2 separate regions of the Callithrix jacchus genome follow, and region 1 is linked to region 2. Evidence: chromatin contacts called from public Hi-C data. All regions are on one chromosome and are shown on one strand. The core of a region is the stretch at or near the end of the contact, and the rest is flanking DNA. Distances in the headings are between cores, read along the strand shown.

The links. A called contact is a pair of places that touch in the nucleus more often than the background predicts.
Region 1: a contact with region 2 is called in a Hi-C map of skeletal muscle, with 4 times the contacts expected there. The contact joins two enhancer-like sites. A contact is called at or near these places in 3 of 3 Hi-C or Micro-C datasets (induced pluripotent stem cells and skeletal muscle).

The regions. Positions count from the first base shown.
Region 1 is chr15:51,611,819-51,618,206 of calJac240_pri, reverse strand. The region is part of intron 1 of MITF (melanocyte inducing transcription factor); the gene reads right to left. Among named protein-coding and RNA genes, the nearest start is that of MITF, 52 kb to the right of the region's middle. Within about 2 kb of position 1,591, at least 4 of the 16 cell types and tissues checked have an H3K27ac peak or open chromatin away from gene starts, as enhancers often do.
Region 2 is chr15:51,518,406-51,525,030 of calJac240_pri, reverse strand. No RefSeq gene overlaps it. Among named protein-coding and RNA genes, the nearest start is that of MITF, 42 kb to the left of the region's middle. Within about 2 kb of position 3,425, at least 2 of the 16 cell types and tissues checked have an H3K27ac peak or open chromatin away from gene starts, as enhancers often do.

The sequences.
Region 1 (6,388 bases), core at 342-2,841, 95 kb before region 2:
TGTTGATGAATATATAAAGAAAAGTAGTGTTCTGCCACATAACTGAGTTTTTATACATATCTTCTTTATATGTATTATAGCAGTGGTACTCAACAGGAGAAGTTTTTCCACCCAAAGAATATTTGGCAGTGACTAGAGGCATTTTTGGTCATCATAACTTGAGTGTTGGGACAGGGTGCACGCTATTAGCATCTAGTTGGTAGAAGCCAGGGATGCTACGTGCTCCACAACGCACAGCACGGCTCCCCACACCAAAGAGCTATATGACCTAAAAGACTAAAATGCTGAGCTTGAGAAGTTCTTCACTATACAGCATAAACAGCTATAATGTAAAGATTCAAAGAGGTAAATTAGCAAATTAGAAAATCTGGCTGGGTGCAGTGGCTTACACCTGTAATTTCAACACCTAGGGAGGCCGAGGCAGGCAGACTGCTTGAGCCCCGTAGTTCAAGATCAGCCTAGGCAACATGGCAAAATCCCATCTCTACAAAAATTACAAAAAATTAGCCAGGTGTGGTGGCAAGTGCCTATGGTCCCAGCTACTCGGGAGGCTGAAGTGCAGGGGGGAGGGGGATCACTTGAGCCCAGGAAATCGAGGCTGCAGTGAGCTGTGATTGCACTACTGCACTCCAACATGGGTGGCAGAGGAAGACCTGTTTCAAAAAAAAAGCTAAAGGCTGTAGCTCATAAAACACGAAGAAATTATAAAGTAATAAATCAGAGCAAATGAAACATTTAGAAACCCTTTGGTCTTCCTCTTCAAATATTACAGAGGGTAAAGCTTTAAAAATATATATGTGTAATTAAAATAGGCAACACTATCTTTTTAGTGTGGAAGAGGAACTGTAAACAACCTAAATTAATCAATAAGGGATTTTGTGAATAAATTGTGATAAAACTATACTATGAAAAATTTTTGGCAATTAAAAATAGTGATTTTGGGTTAAATGTACTGATTTGGAGATATGCCTATAGAATAAAGCCAGGGAGATAAAATTACAAGATTCTGTTCACAGAATGAGTCCACTTTTGTAAAAATTAGACAAACAAATTTCTGTAGATACACATCTTATTTCCATGGATGGGGAGGGATTGTTGATACAAACAAAACTCTTAATACTGATTTCTTTAAAAGGGTAGGATTAGGGATGGTGAGTATGGAAATTAGCCATATTTTATCTATACATTATCATTATTCTTTTGGAATTTAAAAAAGTCATATGATGTAAGCTTGAGCTTCAGAAGGGAGGGAGAGAAAAAGCAGAAAAGGAAGGAGATGAGAGGGGAAAGAAGAAAAGAAAGGGCATTATTGTAACAGCAGATAGGAAAACTTGAGTCTGTTGTTCCTGTTTTTACCAGTGAGTGCTGCTGTTGGCCAATTTAATGGATAAAAGCAGTGAAATAAAATTTGAGAAAGCAACTCCAAACATCTGGCCGTTTGCTCACTATCAGGCCCTTTCAGCTAGCAACACACAGTTTGGATCAACTGGCTTTGTTTTGTTTTGTTTCTCTGATCCACTACTCATCTTTGAAAATTCTGCATCAGACAGTGATGGAATCAACTAGTCATATCTCTTTTCAAAAACAGAGCCACCAACTGTGCTAGATGACAGCTTCACTTCTGGTAAGTGCAGATAAGGATTCAGCACATCCGTCTCCACTTCAAGGAGCAACTCTCAGGCACAGCAACTTAATTATCCAAGTCTCATTCCCAGAAAGTTCCCTGAATACCTCTGCTCCACCAGTCTTGGAAACTAAGGCCTCCTCTACTGTTGTTCACTATTATTCAAAGCATGAAAATGCATTTTCCAAGTTCTACTGCACCAGTGAAATAGACACAGCATGAAACACATAGGCAGTTCTAATAATGCCTCTCGCATACACACTGAAATGCACACACATGGATGTCACGCAGTGCATAGCTTTAAAAATGGATTAACTGCCGCATTCCAGTATTTTGCCTCTACTTGCATCAGGTGCCGCCAGCCCTATCTTTAAAAACAACAGAATAATAAGATTTAAAAGATAAAAAAATTGGGCCAGTTTGAACTTTCAAATATCAAAGGTTTTTATATTTTGCATAAGTAGCCATTCTTAACTTGCCATGAAGAGGTAACCCCTTGGGTCTCTAGATTTCTTTCTATTGACAGGCATTTTCTTACAGCTTGCACATACAGAATTGCAAAACATGGTTGTTTTTGCTTGAGTAATAATGATTTATTACCATACTATTAATCCACTACTAGTAAAATGAACTCAGGAGCACGTATTTATCTTTTCTATGTTATGACACTGAAAGAACCACCACTGCCACCACCCTGCTAAGAAGAAAACAACTTGGAGAGCTCTTCAGCAGTCGCGGAGTTTTCTTTCACCCCAGACTTGAATCACAGTTGCGGAGGCAGGATTTCACAATCCCCCTCAGGGACTGCAGGCGCTGGCGCCAATCACAGCATTTCCCCTGATTAGCAAACTGGCTTTAGACCCTTCAAAAACTTTCACATTTGAAATTTAACACATCTATATTTAGAACCTGACTTGCAAGACAACATTTGCTGTATGTAAACCGGCAAAAGAAAAAAGGTCATTGGGACTGTATTTGTTCTATGGAAATACAGATTATAACTCTCGGACCTCAAACGGAAGGAGAAACCTAGAAATTAGTGACTCAAATAAGAAGTTAGTGTGGGGACTTGCAGAGCATCCACCATCTATGGTCTATTGCTACTGAACGCATTTGGAATTAAAAAGTTTAATATCTTAAACCTACAAATGCTATGGCCAGAAAGTTAGTATACTTGCATGAAGACTTGTATCTTGTCTAAGAAATTCGAGAGTGACAGAAATGTAATCTGAATTTCATGCCCACTCTGAAAGGGGGGGTGGCTACTCCTCAGCTCCAGCCATTTGTTTATTGGATAGACTAGAGACATGGAGTTTCCAGATTTTCCAGTTTTCCAAGAGAAGCTAGAAATATGGATTTTGATGTAAAAGTTCCTAATTTTTTTTAAATGTTGACTACTATTTCACATTTGTCAAAAGCTGATTGTCCATGAGCCACATTAAGCCTGTGGCCTTGGGGTTTGCAACTTCAAGTAAGATGTTGAAATACTCAATGAAGTAGTAAAATCAGTACCAGGAGAAAAATGCGAAATTTTTTAAATTGTGGTAAAAAACAAACAAACATGTTACATAAAATTTACCATCTTAACCCTTTCTAAACACACAGTTCATTGATGTTAAGTACATGCAGATTGCTGTGCAACAGATCTCCAAACTTTTTCATCTTGCAAAACTGAAGCTCTATACTTGTTAAACCCCAACTCCTCTTTTCCCACTACCCGCTCCCAATAGCAATCCCTATTGTACATTCTGTCTCTATGAGTTAGACTCCTCTGCATACCTCATGTAAGTGCATTCACATAGTATTTACCTTCTTGTCACTGGCTTACTTAACTTACTATAATGTCCTAAAGTTTCATCATGTTGTAGGATGGCAAAGGACAGGATTTCCTCACTTTTTAAGGCTGAATAATATTCCATTGTATGTACATGGCACATCTTGTTTATCCATTCATCTGCTGAGGGACATTTGGGTTACTTCCACTCTTGGTTATTGTGACTAGCACCACTATGAACATGGATGTGCAATTATCCTGCTTTCAATACTTTTGGATATACACACACACACACACACACACACACACACACACAAAAGTGGGATTGCTGGATCACACAAGGGTTCTCTTTTTCTTTTCAGACAGAGTTTTACTCTGTCACCCAGGCAGGAATGCAGTGGTGAGATGTCCATTTACTACAGCCTTTGCCTCCTGGGTTCAAGCAATTATCATGCTTCAGCCTGCCAAGTATCTGGGACTACAGATGTGCACCACCACATCCAGCTAATTTTTATATTTTCAGTAGAGATGGGGTTTTGCCATGTTGCCCAGGCTTGTCTCTAACTCCTGGCCTCAAGTGATCCACCTGCTTGGGCCTCCCAAAGTGCTGTGATTAGTATTTTTAATTTTTTATGAATGTCTATGCTCCTTTCCGTAGCAGTTGTACCATTTTACAAAAGCACCAACTGCACAAGAGTTCCACTTTCTCCGTATTCTCAACAACACTCATTATTTTTCTTTAATGGTAGCCATACTAATGAGTATGAGGTGATACTTCTCGGTGGTTTTGATTTGCACTTTCAGATAATTAGTGACACTGAGCACTTTTTCACGTGCTTGTTGGTCATCTGTATACCATTTTTGGAGAAATGTCTCTTCAAGTTCTTTGTCCATTTTTTAATCAGGTAATTTTATTTTTTGTGATTGAGTTGTGGGAGTTCTTTATGCACTCTGGATATTAACCAATTATCAGATATGTGATTTGCAAATACTTTTTACCATTCTGTAGTTTGCCTCTTCACTGTGATGACTGTGTCATTTGATGTACAAAGATTTTAAGTTTGATGTAGTAGCATTTGTCTGTTTTCTTTTTTTACTAGCACCTTGAAGACTGTCCTATGCCCATTTTTTCTTTTGTTGCCTGTGCTTTTCATGTCACATACAAGAAATCATTGCCAAGTTCAAGATCATGATGTATTTTCCCTACATTTAGTTCTAGGAGTTTTATAGCTTTGGTTCTTACATTTAGGTCTTGAATGCATCCTGAGTTAATATGTGTACATGGTGTAAGATAAGGGTCCAACTTCATTCCATTGCATGTATCTAGTTTTCCCAACCCCATCTAATGAAGAGATGGGCCTTATCTCATTAAATCATTTTGGCACCCTTGTCGAAGATCATTTGACCATATATGCAAGGGTTCACTTCTGAGCTCTCTATTTTATTCCACTGGTCTATTTGTGTGTCTTTATGTCAATAATATACTGTTATGGTTATTGTAGTTTTGTAATATGTTTTGAAACCAGGAAGTATGAGTTCTTCAAATTTGCTCTTCTTTCTCAAAATTGCTTTGGCTATTCAGTTAAATGCAAATTTTTGGCGAAAGACTTCTGGGTCAAGTCTTTCCAAGGTCCAAGGTAGTAAGTGTTCTCTTCCAATCTTCTCCCACTAGTAGTATATAGAAGTACTAACTGAAGAAGAATTTACAGACATAATGCAACTTTCCAGAAATTTTAAACGTAGCATTAGGTATAGCAGACTCAAAGTATCGTGGCTTTCCTGGTACAGAAAATAGTGGTTAAGAAGACAGGTTCCAGAATGAAAGAGGCTGGGGTTCAAGTTTTGGCTCTACCACCACCTGTCTATGCAGCCTTGTGAACCTTATTTAACCTCAGTTTTCTCATCTTCAAAACAGAGATAATGACAGTACCTCCTTCACAGGGTGGCTGTGATGAATAAACAGAACAGTGCAAGTAAAGCACTTAGCACAGTGCTTACCCAGCACACGGTCAGCACTCAGTAACTTCTGGCTACCACCATTCTTGTTATTTACGCCTTTTAATATTAACTATTTTTTTATCAGTGGTGTAATTTTTGTAGGATAAAATGTAATGTTGGACACTTAGGAGATCCATGTGAAAACAGATATATTTTACTTATTAATGCACGAAGCTCAATGTCAGAAACAAGGAGCAGTCATACTGAGATCAAGAAGAGAAAAAGAGAAATAAAGTGAGGGTAATTTATACTGCCCTAAAGAAACCTCACATTAACTCATCCAAAAGGCATTTGGAATAGAAAACCACTGGCCAGATACAGATTCAACTTAATGGTTTACAAATTCAAAAACCAAACGCCAAGACTTTTCAAAAAGCTGAAAGAAAGAGAATGCCTCAATTTGGTCTAGTCTAGCCTATACTACTAAAAAATGAGGAGGAACTTGGAACCAAATCGTTTAGAAGTTAAATCCTGATCTAGTCATTTATTAATTAAAAGGCTAGTTTCGTATAACTGCTAACATGAGACTATAAGAAAACCATCAGGTAAATTGTGTCATGAGTCTCAACTATTGAAATCTGCATCCATTTTCACTTTGGAAACTACCCTGATTTTCCTCTAGGTTTCCTACCTTCTTTGGCAAAGTTCAGTCCCCCATGGAATTCTGGAGTGAAACATGGTGCCAGTGTCTATACTAATCAGCCTAAAACACATTTCTTCATCACAGGCACTGGCTCATGAATGGAACATGATTTAGGGGTGACCAATAAGAAAGGTTTTATCTTCTCCCTTGCAATCATAGAAGTGTTCCCAGAAATATCCCTCTCTCTCCCCCACTCTCTCTCTCTCACCACATGCAGGAGAGAATAAGCAGCCCCAAAAGTATTTGGCAGACATCTTATCATCATGAAGTGGAACCAGCAACAGTCTAAAGGTTACGTAATACCATGAAGGCAGAGTGGATTGGATGAGAAATCAGGTACATGATGATA
Region 2 (6,625 bases), core at 2,176-4,675:
TTTTCTATTTAGAAAATGGAAGCTCTTAGGTACCTGCCATTTGCTTTTCTACTTCAAAGCAAAATGTTCAGTTTCATCTACAGTTCAGCAGCAAAAAAACCAAACCAAACAAAAAAAACCAAAAACCTGTGTTTTCATCTCAGACCAAGGCAGTTCTTAGGTAAGACAGGGCTAATATTTATCTAGCATGCAATAGTTACTAACATCTGTCTTTCTGATCAGACTAGTCCGAGCTATTCTGTATGCTCATGCTCATACTGTTCTGAATTTTAAATATTGTGACTATGTTCCTCTCTTCTCCTTCACCCCATTTCCAAGTAAGGGGGTTAAGATGCATGTGAGCTCCAGAATCAGAGAGACCTTGAGTCTGAATCCTGACTCCGTGGCCTTAGGTAAGTCTTGTAAGCTCTATTTAACTTCCTGCTCTGTAAAGTGGGGACACAGGCAGGCAGGCACGACTGAACATTCAGTGAGCATCAAACTTGTTGCTATCAGCAGAATGCACATACCCAGTGTATGTTCACTATGATCATTAGAGTGGGACCAACAACAAAAAAAGCTTTCAAGTCTTCACCTACAAAATGGAAATAAAAATGCCCATCTAATAGGAGGATTAAAGGATCTTCTCAATTGCTAAGAAAATTCACACCTCTGAAAAGGAAATGGTAACAAAGAAGAAGAAGAAATGGAAGCAAAATTAACTATTTATTTCATCAGTGAACAATATTTACTTAATCATATCACTGTAAATAAAGAATATTATTTAACTAAATAAACTGTGACGGAACCATACTAATTAGGTGGGTGAAGGAGAAGGACAGATTTAAGAAAGTCCTCATCAACCATTAAAAAAATTAATAATATTGCCAAACAATTAAGAAAGAGCAGCAAAAGCATATCATTTAGAAATGTGGATGCAAATGTGAGAAGAAACAGCAAAATGTGTTGTGTATGACTGAGGAACAGGATATGGGCCTGGCAACTGCTGTTTTTTTATTCAAGCCTTTTAAAGCCACTTTAGCTGGTATTATATTAGGCCGCAATTAACAACAATAGCAACAAAGTGTACACGAATAACGAAAGCTTAAACAAGAGAAAGTTCATTCCTTGCTCGAGTAAAAGTTCATAGGAGTGGTTCAGCTCTGGGAGGGAAGATCCATTCCAGCAGTGCTCAGAAGAACAAGACTCCCCTCAGCTCCCCATTCCACCACCCTTAGGGAGGGGCCCCCATCCTCACAGTCCAAAGCCACCCTCTTCTCAACAAGAGGGGAAAGGGAGAACAAAGAAGGCACATCAGGTGAAGTTTAATGGTCTCTTAGGGAAGGACCCCTTGAAGCAGCCATACAACAGTTCTGTTTACAACCCATTGGCCAGAAGACTTTATTACATGCACCTATTTATCTGCAAGGGAAGCTTTAATGCAACATCTTTACTTAGGACAGCTGTATGCCTAGCTAAAAGATCTCTTACTGTGACAGAATAGAAAAATCCATACGGGAGGACAGCTAGAACTTGTTCCCAAAAGCAGTACTGACTTTTGCACTGGTATTGTAACATTTCACCAGAGTAAAACCTAAACACAAATGAGATACACCACCATGTGTTATGTGGTGGGTAAGGGCTCAGGCTTTAGGGTCTGAGGGCTAGGGTGTGAATCCTGGATTAGCCACTTAACTTTGTGATAACCTGTGGGCCTCCATTTCCTTCCCTGTAAAATGGGAATAAAAGTATGACCAAGATCCTGGGTTAATGAAAAAACTTGATGATAAAAATTTCTTATAACAGTTCCTGATATATGGTAAGCATTCCTAAAGTGTCGCTGTCATCGTAAATATTCTACAATTATTAAAATAAACAAGTACCTAAACCTCAGACATCTGAGGAAATCCAAACTGAGAAGAACCAACATAAACAAACAGAACAATTGAATCTCTAGGAAACATTTAGAGAATCATTCAAGGAATAGAAGATTAACAAATTTTAATACAGTGCTTGAATAATAATATTCAAGAAACATTGCAGGCATGAAACAAGAAATTAATGCACCTCAAGGACCAACCAAATGGTATTGGATACAACTAACACAACTAACACATGGCCTCAGATTCTTTGGGCCTCACCGGTCTCAAAAACACACAGTAGGTGTGTGGCCTCAGCCCTGCCTAACATTGCAGCAACTTCTTATGCTCCAGACACTTTTACCACCTGAGGCCAACCAGTCACACACCCATCATTTCTGGCTCCTTCCACTGCTCTGGAAATGATGTGGGTTCTGGCCTCCTAAGAAGTTGCCAAAGGGATGAGATTATGACATAATTAACACTAGGGATGAATTAACTCCCAGTTGGGCAAACTGACTGGTGAGTGGTCAGGAGGATGCTGAACTACAGGAGATGGAATAAATATAAGTGCATTAATTCTGTCTCTGTTTTTAAGTTAACTGGCATGTTCTAAGTTTTTTATATCAAAAATAGGGATTTATATATACTCTTCAAAGCCCCCAAATTAATCAGTAGAAAAAAAAACATTAAAAATAGGTAATAACAAGCCAGCAAGGAGTCAGTAGTTGTGTTTTGAAATTGAGAAATCAAGAACAAAAAGCATAAGTATATTGTTTAAAGTTATACTAGCTATTGCTAGAGAAAAAAATGTTATAGGAAATCATTTCTAGGTAGTGAGATTGAAAGAGATGTCATTTTCATGTTATACCACACTGTTTTTTAAAAATTTACAATGTTCAATATTGCATTGATAGAACTTCGGATACAGATAATTCTTTTTTAATTTTGGAAGAATACATACAGACTCTCAGATTGAGGGTTAGTTAACATTGCGGAAAGAGACGTTTGTCTTGGTTTTATTTCACTTTGCATAATTTTGTATTGTTTGAATATTTCTAATGACATCTTACATTTACGAATGAAGTTATTTGGGGAGAGACATTGACATAGCAATGTATACAATGCCTGCATGCAGTGGGCGCACAGTTGGTGACTTCTTTTCTTCATCTGAAGCAGGTCAGCACTGTGATTGCGGATTCAATGACATCGCATATGTGAAACATTTAGCCCAGCACTTGGTATTGCTCAATAAAACTGGTTATTACTCTCACCCTGTTGTTGCTGTTCTTCAAGCTTCTAGCTTTCAAATTCACTGAATCGAATCCAACCTGAAACAAGTGGGTTTCACAAACCATCTAAAAAAGACTCCTTCCTTCTATCAACTTGGGGTCCAAAGATTTTCCGAAGACTGTATGGCAAATCATGGTTCTTATATTCCCTTCTGATGTCTCTGAGCTTCAGAATTCTCATCTGAGAAATGGTGACATTATAACAAGATCAAGCCCAGAGATTAGAAGAAGGTTACATAAGATATTGCATCTAACACATGGCACATAGTATTAAATCCTCAATGTATGAAAGCGACTGTTGCTGTCATGGTTACAAAGAGCCATGCAGCCACATCTAGCTAACATCTTGAAATCAGGAGAGGGAACATGCCTTGACGAACAGTCCAAAGACAGATTCCTTAGACCCTCCTCTGCAATTGGAAGCAAAAGCCGTCACCTTGCAAATCCCTCAAGGCTGCAGTCATCACTAGGACATGCTGCCTCCCTGTGGAATTTCACAGACACAGTCACGAGACAGGCAAAGCTTCCAGCTCAGAAAGTGGTTGCCAAACCAGAATCAGAAAGATTCCCTGGGCTTTCTAATTGTTTTGTTCATGTATTATCCATATTCAAGCCACAACTGTAACTTTTTCAATGAGTTGTAGTCAGGCTACCCTATTTATAACAGAAATTCACAATCTACCCATTCCAATTCCCTTTCATGTCATGCTAGTTTTTCCCCTTTTCATTGCATTTATCACCTTTTAACACACTGTATTACTTATTTATTCTTATTGTTTACTTTCTGTCTTTTTTTGTTACTTCACAGGGGACAGATTTTTTTTAGTCTCCTTTGATTTCAAGTGACTGTAACAGTGGTTGATGTGTAGAAGATAGTATTTCTTGAATGAATGAAGGCTTTCTCCTACAACATGATATGAAATAGTTGAAAACCTTAAAGATATTTTTTTATTGTGCTGAATATATGCATGGAAAACCACAGGCCATGTTGTTCTTTTCTAACACAGTTCAAATGCTAGAATGGGTATAATTTCAACAACCTGATCTCTGCTTCCCAGACAGAAGTCCCAAGCACTCAACCAAACATTTCCTTCTGTACTTGGTCAGCAATAAAAATGCAGTGGCATATATACAACCTCAGTTTTCACTTTCCCAACGTAGACTGTGTGTGTGTGTGTGTGTGTGTGTGTGTGTACACATATATGTGACCCATTCAAGATTTTGAAGATGAATAAAATGTGGAAGAACTAATTTCTTTTCTGATGATTAGAGGGTAAAAGAGGGAAGAACAAATTTGATGAATCTTCAAGTGCTTTATCTTATATTTTTAGCCCATGTGAAAACCATTTTAAACCAGGGATTTAAAAAGCCTGGTCTGAAATGGAATGGGTATATCTGAGTAAGAACCAAATCACTTTCTGGTCTAACATAGCGAATTGGAACATGCCTGTAATGTGAGGCTTGGAAGTCAGAGCTGAGTTCAAATCCCAACTATGAAACCTCAGACCAGTCACTGTAATTCCCCTGAGCCTCATCATCCTCACTGAGAATTAAATGAGATAATAAACTCATAATCCAATCATTTGGTGTTCCCCAAACCCTAAAATTCAGCTCTTTGAGTCTCTTTACCTTATAGAAAATTCTGGAACAAGTTCACCCTCCCCTCTATACATGAAACCCAGGGATCCCTGAGTATTTTTAGTGTGGCAGTTGCTTTTCTTCCAGTAGCTTCTTCTCTGATTTCCTGTTTCCTCTATATCTTTTTCTGTCCCATGTTGAAGGAAATGTGGAATATTTCATTACCTATCCCTATCAAGAGTTGGTTAACACATGACAATTGTGTGGCCCATGCCTAAAAATAGTTACAGGCAGCAGAGGGTAATTATCTCCCAGTACAATGTAGCAATCAAGCCAACCTCCCTGCTACAGTTTGAACATCTGCCCCCCAAACCTCATGTAAGAAGTTGATGCCAAATGATGGATATGGAGCCTAGTGGAAGCTGTTTGGGTCATGGGGTTAGATACCTCATGCATAGGCTAATGTCCTCCTTCAGGAGGGAGAAGGTGTGAGTTCTCACTCTGTTAGTTCCCACGGTTGCTGGTTATTAAAAAGAGTCTATCACCTTCCCCACTCTCTGCTTTGCCTTCCTCTCTGGCCATGTGATTGCTGCACACACAGCTCTCCTTTGCATTCTGCCATGAGTGGGAACAGCCTAAGGTCCTCACCAGATGCAAACACTGGCACCATGCTTCTTGTGCAGCCTGCAGGACTGTGAGCCAAATAAATCTCTTTTCTTTATTAATTACCCAGTCTCAGATATTCCTTTATAGCAACACAAACAGACTAAGACATTACCTGTACTTAGAGGCTCATTCAATATTTCCCTGCGGAAATTTGTCACTGGACATGTCACCACTAGGGTCCTTCCCTTGCCGCATTCCCAGACCTTGCTCATTTTTTCCCCCCTATAACCTCTTCCTAAATGTTTGTGTTTTTAGCTCTTCAGCCCTCACCTTAACACTGCATCTACCTCTGTCTCTCCAAAGTCTTATTAAGGGGCTCCATTCTAGAAGAAGCCATCTAACCCAGGATCTTTGTCCTCTGGCATGGCAAAGCAGCCACAGAAGCTACGACATCCCATCTGTTATTAAATATTAAAATCTCAGACCTGGTTGGCTATTCCCTTTGCTCTCTGTATGAAGAAGGAAGAGTAGAAATATTTGTCCTTTCACAGATATGACTTACACCAGCACCATTAGAAGAAAAGTTGGCTAAGCACAGTGGTTCATGCTTGTAATCCCAGCACTTTGGGAGGCTGAGGGCAGTGGATCACTTGAGGTCAGGAGTTCGAGGCCATTCTGACCAACATGGCGAAATCCTGTCTCTACCAAAAATACAAAACTAGCTGGGTGTGGTGAAGCATGCCTGTAATTTTAGCTACTCAGAAATCTGAGGCACAAGAATCACTTGAACCTAGGAGTTGGGGGTTGCAGTGAGCTGAGATCACACAATTGCTCTCTAGCCTGGGAGACAGAGCAAAACTCTGTCTCAAAAAAAATAAAGAAGTATTTTTAAAAATATTAGATCTATATTAACATTTTTTCCTCTTCACTTTGTCTGGTACATAGTTCCTTTTAAATAGCTGATGGCTCTAATTATATTATCTTCTTGGGGTAAGGTATTCATGGAGGCAAAAAGCAAAGCCATGTATGGGTCCTTACATAAGACAGAGTAAACAAATGGTGTATTAGTTGGGTTTCCCCCAAAGCAGGGCTTGAGATAATGACTTGGGTGCAGATTGTTTATCTGAGACCCAGGGGGCAGAAGGTGGGAGTGGAGAGGACTAAGACAGGGAAAGGGATAAATGCCAGAAACAAGTATAGAACAAGCAGGTTACTGCTCTAGGCAACTGGGGCTCAATCATATTAGGGAACCTCAGAGGGGTCTTTTGTATTGACTTCTGATTTGCATAGGTTGTGTTTACCTCTGGAGTG